2 separate regions of the Hordeum vulgare genome follow, and region 2 is linked to region 1. A link is a contact called in public Hi-C data. All regions are on one chromosome and are shown on one strand. The core of a region is the stretch at or near the end of the contact, and the rest is flanking DNA. Distances in the headings are between cores, read along the strand shown.

Region 1 (3,629 bases), core at 665-3,164:
CATTTCCTCTTTGGATTCAGCTCTCCATGCATCATGCATGTCTCATTCTGACGCTTCCATCCATCTATCTATAGAGCAAAATATCTGACTACCGGAGACTCTATGCGTTAGGGGTGTGGTAATAATTAAGCTTCAGCGGTTGAAAAGATTGCGTTGTGTTCTCTCTAAACGAATCAGATCAGCCATTGGTCGATGTCCAGAGATAAAACACATGCCTCACTTGTACCAGCAAAACAGCAAATTCGGCCCCCCATAAACCCGGACGGTGGGAGTAGTGCTATCAAAACATGGTGACCTGATTTTTGTGCAAAAGTATCGAAATCACTTGTATACAAGACAGGATATTTGTTGGGTAAACAAAGGAAGCAACAAAAAGTTTGTAAGTTCAAACTAGACATGCATGTGTACTACTACTAGTTATAAACAAAAGAAGACAAGATTCTATACCTAGTTACTTCTCTTGGCGAGCTACTTACGTACTACTACCCTAGTAACTATGCCTACTCTTCCTAGATACTCCATCAAGTAGCAACACAAGGATGGTAACCTCTCCGCTCACAACACATGAAGTGACATGACATGGCACACTAACTAGTTAGTTCATCATGACCTCTGGGCCGGCCTGCCCACGAACACGGGCAGCACCGGGACGGGGCCCCACGGCCCGGTCGGCACGGGCCGGGTCACCATCGTGGCGGCGCGGCTCTCGTCGCCGGCCGGCTTGCCGGAGGGCGCGACGCGCTCGCAGGAGGGGCACATGGTGAGCGTGGCGGGCGGCGGCGCGCGCATGTAGAGGTGCGGCGCCGGCGGGGCGAGCAGCTTGAGCGCGCGCAGCTCCTGCACCTCCCGCTGCAGCCGGCGGTTCTCCTCCGTGAGCGTCTCGCAGCAGCGCTTGAGCGACTCGCAGTCCACCTCCGTCTGCTTCAGCTTCGTCCTCGCCCTCCGGTTCTGGAACCACACCTCCACCTGCCGCGGCCGCAGCCTCAGCTGCCTCGCCAGCGCCGCCTTCTGCTTCTGCTCCATGTCCATCAACGTACGCAGAGCAAATTTAGATGGATGGAATGGAAGAAGAAATATTGGGATCTTTGTCTTTTTTTTAACCTTGGTTGATTTGGTTAGAGCACTTACGGGGTTGAGGGTGCTGTGCTCCTTGAAGCTCTCCTCGAGGACGGCGGACTGGTCCTTGGACAGCCGGAGCTTCTTGCGCGACCCGCCGCCGCCGGCCCCGGAGTCGTCCTCGTCGTCGCTGCCCGCGCCGGCGCGCTCCTGCTCCCCGCCGCCGCTCCTCGTTGGCGCGCGGCGCTTGCCGCTGAGGCTGGACAGCGTGCTGTCGGGCGACGACGCGCCGGGCTCCTCGTCCTCGCTTGCGCCGCCCGTGGCCGGCGCCCGGTTGACGTCGATCCCGCGAAGGAACGGCATCTCGTGGCACGCCAGCGCCGCCAGCCTCCGATCATCTGCATGCGAGCGTTGCTCGCCGGAGGGGGCCGGAAAGAAGAGGCCGGCGCCATTCCAGGACTGCTGCAGCTGCTGCTGGCGCCCCAGCGTCACCGGTGCAGCAGCGGCCAGAGCACGCTGGGGCGCCGCCGCCTCGACGGGAGACGTCGTGCCGGCCATGCCGAGACTGAGGCCGAGGCCGAGGCCGAGGCCGAGGTGGTGCTCGGTGTCCCTCCCGTTAACGGTCATCTCCATTGATCTTCTTGTTGGATCTGTCGTCGTCCCTGCTCTCTGCGAGTAACAACAGTAGCTACGTACGTGCAGGCTGCGGGTGGTGGTGGCCGTGATTGTGAGGGGAGAGAGCGGAGGGGGTGGGCTTTTAAAGAGTGGGCGGAGTGAGGATCGGGGCTCAGAGCGCTGATTAATTATGGAGTGGTGATTGAGTTGAGATCAGAAGCGAGAATAGTTTAAATTTTTGTGGAGGGGTGGAAATGAAGGGAGGAATGGAGTATGCACCAACTATTTATTGCTTTGTCGCGCGTGGCGTCACCGCCGCACCCTGCGGTGCGGTGCAGCAGCGCAGGCAAGCCCAATCATCACCAGCTGAAGTTGCTCCCGGTCCCCCCAACCTCTTTTGGATTGCCCCCCCTTCCCCGATGGTGATACCCCGGACCTGTCGGCAGGTCAGTGCCGGAGTTTTGCAGAAAACGGATCAATCAAAATCAACGGCGGTTCCCTTTTTATTTGCACGAATCTGGACAAGTCGTTGATTTAGAACACACTGTATTTTTCTTGATTAATTATGCTTTATTTAACTTAAAATGCATTACCTCTTTATCGAAATATACGTCGTTGGAATAGGTACAGAGTGAGTAGATCAAACAGATACTCCATATATTATGCAAAAGTCGAGCAATTGCCGGGCATGCCACCTGATAGAGAGTAGTCGAGGAGGAAGTACCGATTGTACATGAATACCCAGATGTATTCCCGGAGGAATTGCCGGGCATGCCACCTGAGAGAGAGATTGAGTTCCTGATCGAGCTATTACCCGGAACAGCCCCGATATCCAAGAGACCCTATCGGATGCCCGTAAATGACTTGGTAGAAATGAAGAAGCAAATTAAGGAGTTGTTGGACAAAGGGTATATTCGCCTAAGTTCTTCACCTTGGGGAGCCCCGGTGCTCTTGGTTGAAAAGAAGGATAAGTCCTTGAGAATGGTTGTCGATTATCGTGCATTGAACGAGGTGACCATCAAGAACAAGTACCCCTTGCCAATGATCAATGATCTGTTTGACCAGTTAGTTGGAGCCCGAATATTCTCCAAGACCGATCTTCGATCCGGGTATCATCAGTTGAAGATTCGTGAACAGGATATACCCAAGACAACCTTCACCACTCGGTACGGCTTGTATGAGTACACGGTCATGTCATTTGGACTGACTAATGCTCCGACATATTTTATGAATCTGATGAACAAGGTATTTATGGAATACTTGGACAAGTTTGTCGTGGTGTTCATCGATGACATACTGATATTCTCCAAGAACGAGGAGGAACACAAGGAAAATCTGCGTCTAGTTCTGGAGAAACTTCGAGAGCATAAGCTGTATGCAAAGTTTAGCAAATGTGAGTTTTGGTTGAAGGAAGTCGGATTCCTCGGACACGTCATCTCAGGAGAAGAAATAGCAGTGGACCCTGCCAAGGTCGCAGCAGTCACCGAATGGGTAGCACCCACTTCAGTCAAGGAGATCCGCAGTTTCCTCGGACTTGCCGGATATTACCGGAGGTTCATTGAGAATTTATCAAAGATCGCCAAGCCCATGACAGAGTTGTTGAAGAAGGAATCCAAGTATGTTTGGACTGAGGAATGTGAAACCAGTTTTCAAGAGTTGAAGAAACGTGTGGTTACAGCCCCAGTGCTGATATTGCCGAACATTCCGAAGGATTTCCAGGTTTACTGTGACGCTTCTCGTCAAGGACTCGGAGGAGTGCTCATGCAAGAAGGTAAAGTTGTAGCCTATGCATCCAGACAGCTCAGACCCCATGAGTTGAATTATGCCACGCATGACTTGGAACTAGCAGCCGTAGTGCACGCTCTTAAGACCTGCAGACATTTCCTGATCGGAAATAGTTGTGATGTTTACACTGATCACAAGAGCGTGAAATATATCTTCACGCAGAAGGAGTTGAA
Region 2 (3,629 bases), core at 446-2,945, 370 kb after region 1:
AGTTATTTTTTATTAAGCAACTTAGTGTTTACAAATATGATAAGTAAGTGCAACAATGTGGCAAATATGGACGAAAAAAAGAGTTGTCAAAACATATCGATATGGGATCTAGTTTCGAAGATCTCATCGCGACAAAGACAATTATAATAACAGATCATCGATCAAATTAATCGTTTAGAGATAAAACATTTTGAATTTCAAATATTGAAGGGAATTCTAATGACGTCATTGCATGCATGCATGATAAATAAAGGAGATTTATGGTTGCATGTTCAAACTATTTAAGCACTATAGCACACTAGATCGCATGTGTTTGCTTGACTTTTATAGTCATTAGCAAAAGTACTGTAGCACGATAGAGACGCATGATTCACATGCATTGCGTCGCCGCAGGGAAAGTCTATTGCGCGGCGCTTGTAGTTAGATTTTCCCTTCTTTCTTTCTCAGTTTCCACATTTTTATTTTTTTCCTCTTCACCCTTTTCATTATTTCTTTCTTGATTTTAATTGTTTTTTTATTTTTAATTTGCTTATGTACTCATGTTTTTTGTTTGCTTTCCCTTGTTTTATTTCTTTGTGAAGTTTCTTTGTTTTTCTTTTTCTTGGCACATGTCAACTTTTATGAACACACAACATATATTTTTAGTTTAGACATGAAATATATATTTGATAAAATTTCAAAAAAATTTAAATACAGGATTTGCATTTTTGTTTTAGTGTATGGTTTTGAGCACCTTTTGTATACATGGTCAATATTTTTAAATACGCGTTGATTTTTTTATTATGACAATGCAAACAATTGCTTAACATTGTTAAAATTTCACAGACATTTTTTGGTGGCACGTAAATATTTATTTAAAATGTTAAACACATTTCTTTAGTGGCAACAAACAATTTTAGTCATATGCAAACATTTTTTACATTGCATGATAAATTTTATGTACACGATTGAACAGTTTTTAAAGTACAAAAATATTACTTTTTTCGAACATATATTTGATGTCATTTTTTCTTCAAACACATTCAATATTTATGTGTACACCAGGTATTTTTTATATACACGTTTTTCTAAAAGAACCTATACATTTCCAAATACGTGATTAAATTTTGCAAAAAAATGATTTTTATATCTATTTTTTCATACACATTTTTCTAAAAGAACCTATACATTAGAATCATTATTGGCAGATAAGTTTAAGATTTTTCCAAAACATGATTAACATTTCTATACATATATTTTAGTTTTCTATTTTTTTCATACTACAAGAGCAACAAAGTCTTTAGTCCCAAACAAGTTTTGGTAGACTCCTTTTTTTCATACACATCATATATATTTTTTGTATACACCAGGAACATTTTTTATATGCACATTATTGTTCTTTAAATATGTATTTTGTTATCTGCTATTTTTCATACACATTGTACAATTGTTATGTACGCTAGTAACATTTTCCTGAACAGATTTAATATTTTTGGAGCGCGATTAAGATTTTTATGATTTGTATGTAAAATTTGTTTTGCAATATATGTATGTATAATATTAATAAATTTAGAAAATGCAAAAAAGAAAGATAAAGTTAAAAAAAAAGGTTGAAAACAAAAGCGTTGAAGGCTTGTAGTCCGCGCTGGAGCGGCTCATTACGACGGCTGCTTGAGGCTAGACTTTCTACCGTGTCGCGGCGAGCGAGACATAGTCGCGACCTCATGTCACAGCCTGATGTGACATCCCGACCAGGACTAAATCGATCCCGTTAAGGCCCATTCGGGTGCATGCATCCTTTTCCTTTTTTGCTAATGCTGGGTGCGTGTTATCAGGTGTGGATATTGTATGGTTCCTTTTCGCAGAAAAAAGGTGTGGACATGGTCTAGTATATGTCACTGTCAGCTTTTCCTTTAGGTGATCGCTATCATCGCTAAATGATTAGAAGATATGCCAGTGTCTTGCAAGGGATGATACTTAATTTGTTCAATTTCATCAACTTACTCAAACGCATACATATCCGGATGGTATAATCAAGCAACCTCTCCTATATCTCTCTCTATCCGCACCTTAGACACATCGAATTTGAATCATGTGATCCGTCGTGATCAGCTTAATTGTTTTCCTAGAAAAGAGGATTACACGGTTCCTGCATCTTGCATTCAATCATTGTATTGATTATTCATAAAAACTTTATAAAATAGTATATCAGGTTGTCTAAAGTCGTCATCTTAACAACAATTCTCGCTAGTTCTATTTACTTAATAAAGTGGTGTTAATAGTCCGAGCCTAATATCAAACATACATAGTACGAAAGCCTAATATCTAAAATGAATGCCCCAACCAAGCCATATACTGAGTTTTGACTATAAACCGGTCCGACGCACTCTCATGTATCATCCTCGTCGTCTTTCACCAATCCATCTTCAGAGAAGAATAACGCACCGACCTTGTCGGGACTCTCTGCCATCGACGTCATCATAACATCAGACAACGTCCTTCTCCTATGCGAGTCCATCTCCGGACATCGAACGATGAGTCTCCACTACGTCATGCCGTCGGGATCCGTCGTTGTAAGATGAAACATCGCTCCATAAAAATAAATTCCACTGACTAGCTTGGTTGTAATAACATCTTATATTATAAAATGGAGATAGTATTTATCTATGCTGGAGCACACCCTACATATCAATTAGCCACTACAATCACGTTGTCTTCATGATTCAAATACTGGAAGTACGCATTTTTTTCCTAGCAAACAAAACAAACAGGACCATTAGGAGAGAAGTTGCACTCAGCCGACGTGCTCTGCTCAACTCATCCTAGCCACCATCCCCAGTTCTGTCATTTTTAATTTCTGCCCTTGGATGTCCAAGTTAAACCAACGTGCATGCTGACTAGGTTTTGCTAGCTTTCCTCTAAAGTCATTCTGTTGGCCCCGACAGCGCGAAGGATTCTTTAAGTAGTTCTGAGCAGATAAGATAACGTTGCTGCCTTAGATAAGTGGGATAAGATGTCCATTGCATCCTGCCTGAAGTAATAATTTTATAATGCCCCCAGTTTTCGCAAAAGAACAAATTTCGGTGAGCTTTATTGCGCATGGTTTGACTTGCTCTCTTGAAATATGCTCTTGTGGCATCTTATGAATAAACGCAAATCTATGTCTATCCATATCTATATATCTATATGCTACATATACTTGAAATAATAAGGGAACTGCTACGAATCCATCGGTGGATATTTACTAAACATCCGTCACCTGGACATCCGTTCGATCTCGCGCATAGCCGTCTGATCCGCTCTTGGACTTAATTCCTGAAACGACGTTCGAGTTGCAGAAACAATCGCTTTGTTGCAAAAAATAAACTTTGGACCCATTAGTTCCTTCAACAACGGTCGAGTTTCAGAAACAATTGCTTGTTTCAGAAAAAAAATTGTTCGTCTTTCTGCAAACATAGGTGATGTTGCGGAAGAATTTTTTGCAACAAAGGTCATGTTTCAGGAAATTTTTGCAGCGGGCTGGGATGGGGCAGCGCTATGGCGGTGCGGGGCGACGGGCGGCGAGGCGTCTAGCCCCCTGGTTGCGGGAGCTCGCCGGCGTGGCCGAGAGGGGCTACGGCGGAGCCGAGAGCGGGCTGGGACGCCGCAGC

What was found. Hi-C and Micro-C count contacts between places; a contact is called where the count stands out from the background.
Region 2: a Hi-C map of seedling shows a contact between it and region 1, with 4 times the contacts expected there. The contact joins the enhancer-like site here to the promoter of LOC123411744 in region 1. A contact is called at or near these places in 2 of 6 Hi-C or Micro-C datasets (leaf and seedling) and 1 of 1 datasets of contacts at active chromatin or transcription factors (embryo).

What each region holds. Positions count from the first base shown.
Region 1 is chr1H:386,522,901-386,526,529 of MorexV3_pseudomolecules_assembly, forward strand. It overlaps LOC123411744 (homeobox-leucine zipper protein HOX1-like), which reads right to left and starts at 1,915. Exons shown (of 2, transcript XM_045104713.1): 1 at 1,129-1,915; 2 at 300-1,014. The coding sequence starts at 1,689. The coding sequence ends at 604.
Region 2 is chr1H:386,896,861-386,900,489 of MorexV3_pseudomolecules_assembly, forward strand. No RefSeq gene overlaps it. Among protein-coding and RNA genes, the nearest start is that of LOC123439464, 140 kb to the right of the region's middle. Within about 2 kb of position 1,696, at least 3 of the 3 cell types and tissues checked have open chromatin away from gene starts, as enhancers often do. A contact at or near this core is called in leaf and seedling, where this site is marked.